Regions from separate parts of the Sus scrofa genome. Here region 2 is linked to region 1. The links are chromatin contacts, called in public Hi-C maps. All regions are on one chromosome and are shown on one strand. The core of a region is the stretch at or near the end of the contact, and the rest is flanking DNA. Distances in the headings are between cores, read along the strand shown.

The links. Hi-C and Micro-C count contacts between places; a contact is called where the count stands out from the background.
Region 2: a Hi-C map of liver shows a contact between it and region 1, with 3 times the contacts expected there. The contact joins two enhancer-like sites.

What each region holds. Positions count from the first base shown.
Region 1 is chr13:47,327,351-47,330,050 of Sscrofa11.1, forward strand. The region is part of intron 1 of MAGI1 (membrane-associated guanylate kinase, WW and PDZ domain-containing protein 1); the gene reads right to left. Among named protein-coding and RNA genes, the nearest start is that of MAGI1, 240 kb to the right of the region's middle. Within about 2 kb of position 1,276, at least 3 of the 83 cell types and tissues checked have an H3K27ac peak or open chromatin away from gene starts, as enhancers often do. A contact at or near this core is called in liver, where this site is marked.
Region 2 is chr13:47,487,982-47,490,681 of Sscrofa11.1, forward strand. All of the region lies in intron 1 of MAGI1 (membrane-associated guanylate kinase, WW and PDZ domain-containing protein 1), which reads right to left. Among named protein-coding and RNA genes, the nearest start is that of MAGI1, 79 kb to the right of the region's middle. Within about 2 kb of position 1,345, at least 9 of the 83 cell types and tissues checked have an H3K27ac peak or open chromatin away from gene starts, as enhancers often do. A contact at or near this core is called in liver, where this site is marked.

The sequences.
Region 1 (2,700 bases), core at 26-2,525:
GCACATAAAAATACAGGATAATAAAAAAAATTAGAATTTCAGACTAAAAAAAGACTAAAATTTTTACCATGAAAAAATATCAAGATATAAAAAATTAAGAACAACCATAAGACCACTGGACCATTATTTTTTAAAAAAGAAAGACAGAAGAAAAACAAATGATGAAATGCTTTGTTTGACCTTTTGATCTTATTCCCATCTTAAATACAGCAGCTCATATAAATGGGGAGGGAAAAAGAAAAAAAGACAAAGTCCACTGAAGCCTCCTTGTAACATATTTGCCCAGCACAGCTCTGCCTAAATCAGTCTTTTATTAACCCAGACTCATTGAGTTTTTAATCCCACTTTTTAAAGTCTAGTAATGATCCTCCAAAAGTCAAACCAGAGGGCCATTTTATTGGCTTAGCAGAAGATACAATAGTCAGACAAAAACAGCGGCTATTTTTCCAAAAACACATAGAATTAGAAATTGATAGGATAACATTTGACTTGTCCTGTTAAATCAACTATAGGATAAAAAAAAAATGTTAAGCGTAAGCTAGTAAAGTGGGAAAATGGCAGCCTCCTGACACTTCAACCTAATAATCTTAGCTTCCTGGGAGAACACGGGAGAGAGAACCTTTCAATCCTACAGTAGTCAGAGACAGGTGTCATAAAAGAATGTTCAAATCAGCATGCTTTACCCAGCAGTCTTTTCACAAAGGGACACCTGAGAGGCTTGCTGTTCCTCCTCCATTACCATAAGCTCCTCGATGATCCACCTGCCTACAGATTCCAGGCAAACCCACCCGCTTCCTTTCTCCTGGGACTAAAGGACCACAGTATCTGGGATGTACTGCACATCCACAATACAAAACACGGCTTGGGTCCCAAGTTTTTCCCTTCCTGGACCACAAGGCAGAAGGTACAATAACAGTAAAAGGAAGAGGGCAAAGTCATGGCCAGAAGGTCTAGAAGGGCCATCAGCACCAGCCATAGAAGGAAAAACTGTTAATAACCCCAAACCCAAATTTAAAACATTTGCTCTACAGAAGGACCAGCTATAGACAGGGAGGAAGTAGGTGCAAAATCACATATCTGACACCAGACTAGGATCTGGAATATATAAGGAACTCTCAAAACTCAACACTTCTTTCCCTCAGTCGCCACCAAGGCACTCAGTCCCTGTGAAGAAGCTATAGCCATGTTGGGGAAAGCCCCTCACTTCACAGCCTCTGTCCCTGAGCTTGATTGCGTCAGCCTGGCCCTCACAGTACACTTTTCTCTCGCATGTTCGGTCACTAAACTTGAGAACACGAGAGAGAGGGACAGCCTGGCTCCCACAGGAATTGGTTCTGACCTCTGGGCAAGGCAAGCCTGCTCTTAGTAAGTTAAGCTTTGCACGGAAACAGAATGAAGGTATTTTTATTCATTCAATTTAAATGCTTTATAAAGCTTAAACCTCATGAATTATAGTCACATTAATTCTGATGCTCTAACCAAGGGGTGGCATATCTTATCTATAATAAAGTAACAGACAGTAAATATTTTAGGCACTGCAAACTATACACCCTGTACTCTAACCTCTCAAATTCTTGTTGTAGTGGGAAAGCAGGCTTAGACTGTATAGAAAAAATGTGAAGGACTGGATTCCGGGAAAACTTTTCTTATAAAACAGATCAATGGCCAGATTTGGCCTGAGGGCCATAGTTTGAGAAGCCTTGCCCTAGCTGCTATCAAAATTTCAAGAATGTTTCATTCTCCCTTAGTCTTTTCAGGATGTGATTTTTAAGTGAAATTTTCTTTTTCTTTTCTTAACAGTGCTTGCTAATTATCTAGAAAACTTTGGCTATGCCTTATGAGCCATGATCATTTGGTATACACTGAAGCTTAAGTGATTATTTGCTGGTAGTTTTTTTAACTTTGGGGGGAAAACAATTAAAACCCTCAGGCTCTGAGATGGAAGCCAAGCCTAATTAGTGTGAACCATATAAGCCATTACCCAGCTTCGATGGTCTCTCAAGTTTCCAAAGGAAAGAGTGCAGGCAGTTAAACACTGCAGCATAGTCAACACTGAAGAAGCTTCTAAGGAAGCTTTAACAGGGCCAAGGCGCCTTGAGAGACTCTAGGACTAACTGCATTATGCTAGAAAAGCTTTTTTTGTTTGTTTGTTTGTTTTTTTTTTGTTTTTGGTTTTTTGCTATTTCTTTGGGCCGCTCTCTCGGCATATGGAGGTTCCCAGGCTAGGGGTCTAATCGGAGCCATAGCCACCAGCCTACGCCAGAGCCACAGCAACGCGGGATCTGAGCCACATCTGCAACCTACACCACAGCTCACGGCAATGCCGGATCGTTAACCCACTGAGCAAGGCCAGGGACCGAACCCGAAACTTCATGGTTCCTAGTCGGATTCGTTAACCACTGCGCCACGATGGGAACTCCTAGAAAAGCTTTTTAATTACTCTGATATAAGTAAAGCAATTAAAAAAATGAAAAACAGGAGTTCCCTGGTGGCTCAGTGGGTTAAGGATCCAGCACTGTCCCTGCCATGGCTCAGGTCACTACTGTGGCACAGATTTAATCCCTGGCTAGTTCTTGAGATATAGCTCTTGAAAAGAATATAACATGCCTGAATTGCTAGGACACACCTTCAATTCTACCTTTTAAAAACAGAGCCACAGAAGCTTTGAACAATGACTTCCACCACCCTTTCACATCCTTC
Region 2 (2,700 bases), core at 95-2,594, 160 kb after region 1:
AGGACAGCATTCCAAAATACCCCAAGGTAATCCCTACCCAGGGAGGTCAGCCAGAACGCTAGACAGCAGGAGGATCCAGAATTGGAAATGCTAATGGGAAGGAAACGAATTTTAAAAAGATACAAAAAATAGCAAGGAGTTCTTTCTTCTGCAAGACTGACCTTCAGCATCTCAAGGTCACAGCAGAGTGGTAAAACCTCAGGTACCTATACCTGTTTCCCAGAATTCAGATGAAGGCTTTTTCCCCAACCATAAAAATCTCTGTCACTTTACATAATCCTGCAATTTCTCAATCTGGTGGTTAAAAGAAAAAGGGCAAAACCCAGAGATTATGACCACTAAAGTTCAACAGACTTGGGATTAAATCCCATTCCTGCCTCCTGACCTCACCTTGCTCATCTGCAAACAGGACATTCTGTTAAAAGTTGTTTTGAGGGTCAAATGAGGCAATGTACACAAACATCTGGCCCCAGTACCAGGCAAAGCAGTTGCTTCTCCCTAAAATCCAGAAAATCTATTAAATTGTTTTTTTAATCCATGAAATTAATTTAGCACTTACTTTATGGCACGTATTAAATGACTAATACATTGTAGCCTCTGTTCTAAATGTGTACATGAACTGATTCATTTCATCTCACAAAACCCCCTGAAGTGGGCACACTATTATTATTTCCATTTTACAGATGAAAACACTGAGGCGACAAAGAGGTTTAATAACTTGCCCAAGGTCACAAGGTTCAAACAGCAGAGCCAGGATTCAAACTCGGGTTCCAGAGCTCACATTCCATCCACCTTTAAATGCCTTTAAAATGCCAGAGAAGTATCACTAAACAAGCCCAAAATGACAACTGGAGAGTGAGCCATGCAATAAAACAAGTAGAGTAAAATGTTTACGGCAGAATCTATTAACAGACATATGGGTGTTGACTATAAAATTCTTTCAACTTTACTGTATGTTTGGTAATAAAATATCGACAGGAGATCGAGGGAAAGCCCAGAATGTTGTTTTCTGCTCAAAAATGGGAGAACACTGAAAAAAGGATTTGCCAATAATGTCGTGGTGAAGGGATCTTTTTTCTAAATGTCCCAGGTAAATTCACAGGCCATAGAATCAAGTTACAGGATAACCCCAACTGGGGTGGAAGGCTGGGAAAGAGAGAGGGGCTGGGGATGGAGACCTTGGTCCTCCGCCAGCTTAACTAGAGAAACCATCTCCCCACTGAAAGCGTTAATGGAAATGCCAGGCCAAAGCAGTCATCTGGAAATCGTTTCTTGACACTGTACATGCAAACAGACACGGCTTCTTCTGAAATGGCAAAGAATGCAGTGGTCCAACCATGCCTATCTTTAAGAACTGGCAGGCACCCAAGACAAGTGAACAGATTCTGACTTTTCAGGCGCTAGAGATGAGTACTAGCCTTAAAAGCCTCCAAAAGGAATGAAGACAGGAAAGAGTGGCGAAAGGGATGTCACCCAGCTGAGGCTGAGCCAGCAATTAAGGGGAGGGGCCAGTGTTCACTGGTGTGGCCTACCCTGGCCTGGGAGGAAATTCGGGCAGTGCTCACAAGGGGGACCGGTTTCTTGTGTCTTTCAAGAAGGCTCCTGTGATTTGTGTTTTACACACTTCCATGAGATGGACACTTCAACTGAAGGTTTTCCAAGCTTCCAGATTGGGTCTGAGGGTAGGCTGGGGAGTTGGAGAGAGAAATGAGGTGGACAAGATGGAAAGGAAATGTGAGAATGAAATTTTAGGCATAGCCATAAATCATCGATAAAAGTAGAAAGTGGTGTATCTTTGTAAAAGGGCAATTTGGCAATACTTAATACCTTTTGAAACAGAAAAGACCACTATTGGGATTCTATCCCATAAATACAATTATATCTGCATGAAGATCAAGATACAAAGAATATACTACTCATTGCAACATTATTGGTAAAAACAAAAGGCTAGAAGAATTTTAATGCTCATCTGCTAGGGGACCGGTCCAATGAATTATGTATGGAACACTGACAAGAGGGCGAACTCCAAGTCACTGAAAAGAATGAAGCCAATCTCAGTACTGATGGAAAAACAGCTCCAAAATAGAGTTGTAAATCATATGGAGCAGTAACTGATACGTATAGACCACCAAAAAATACACAGAGCTGGAGTTCCCTGGTGGCCTAGTGTTTAAGGATGTGGCATTGTCACTGCTGTGGCTAGGGTAACCACTGCACAATTGGTTCGATCCCTGGGTCAGGGGTATATATGTATACACACACACACACACACACACACACACGTTAACATATATGTGTAAACATACATGCACATACACACACACATACACATATATACGTACTTTGTTTTCTATATATATTTTTTCTGTGTGTTTTTTTTAGGGCCATACCCACAACATAGGGAAGTTCCCAGGCTAGAGGTCAAATCAGAACTGCAGCTGCTGGCCTGTGCTACAGCCACAGCAACACAAGATTCAAGCCATTTCCGCAACCTACACCACAGCTCATGGCAACACTGGATCCTTAACCCACTAGGTGAGGCCAGGGATTGAACCCACATCCTCATGGATACTAGTCGGTTCGTTATTGCTGTGCCACAATGGGAACTCCCTGTGCATTTTTATTAAAGGAGGGACGGAAAGGGAAAAGGAAAGAGAACTTTTATTTCTTGTTATCTTTTCAAGGACAAACCTGTGGTAT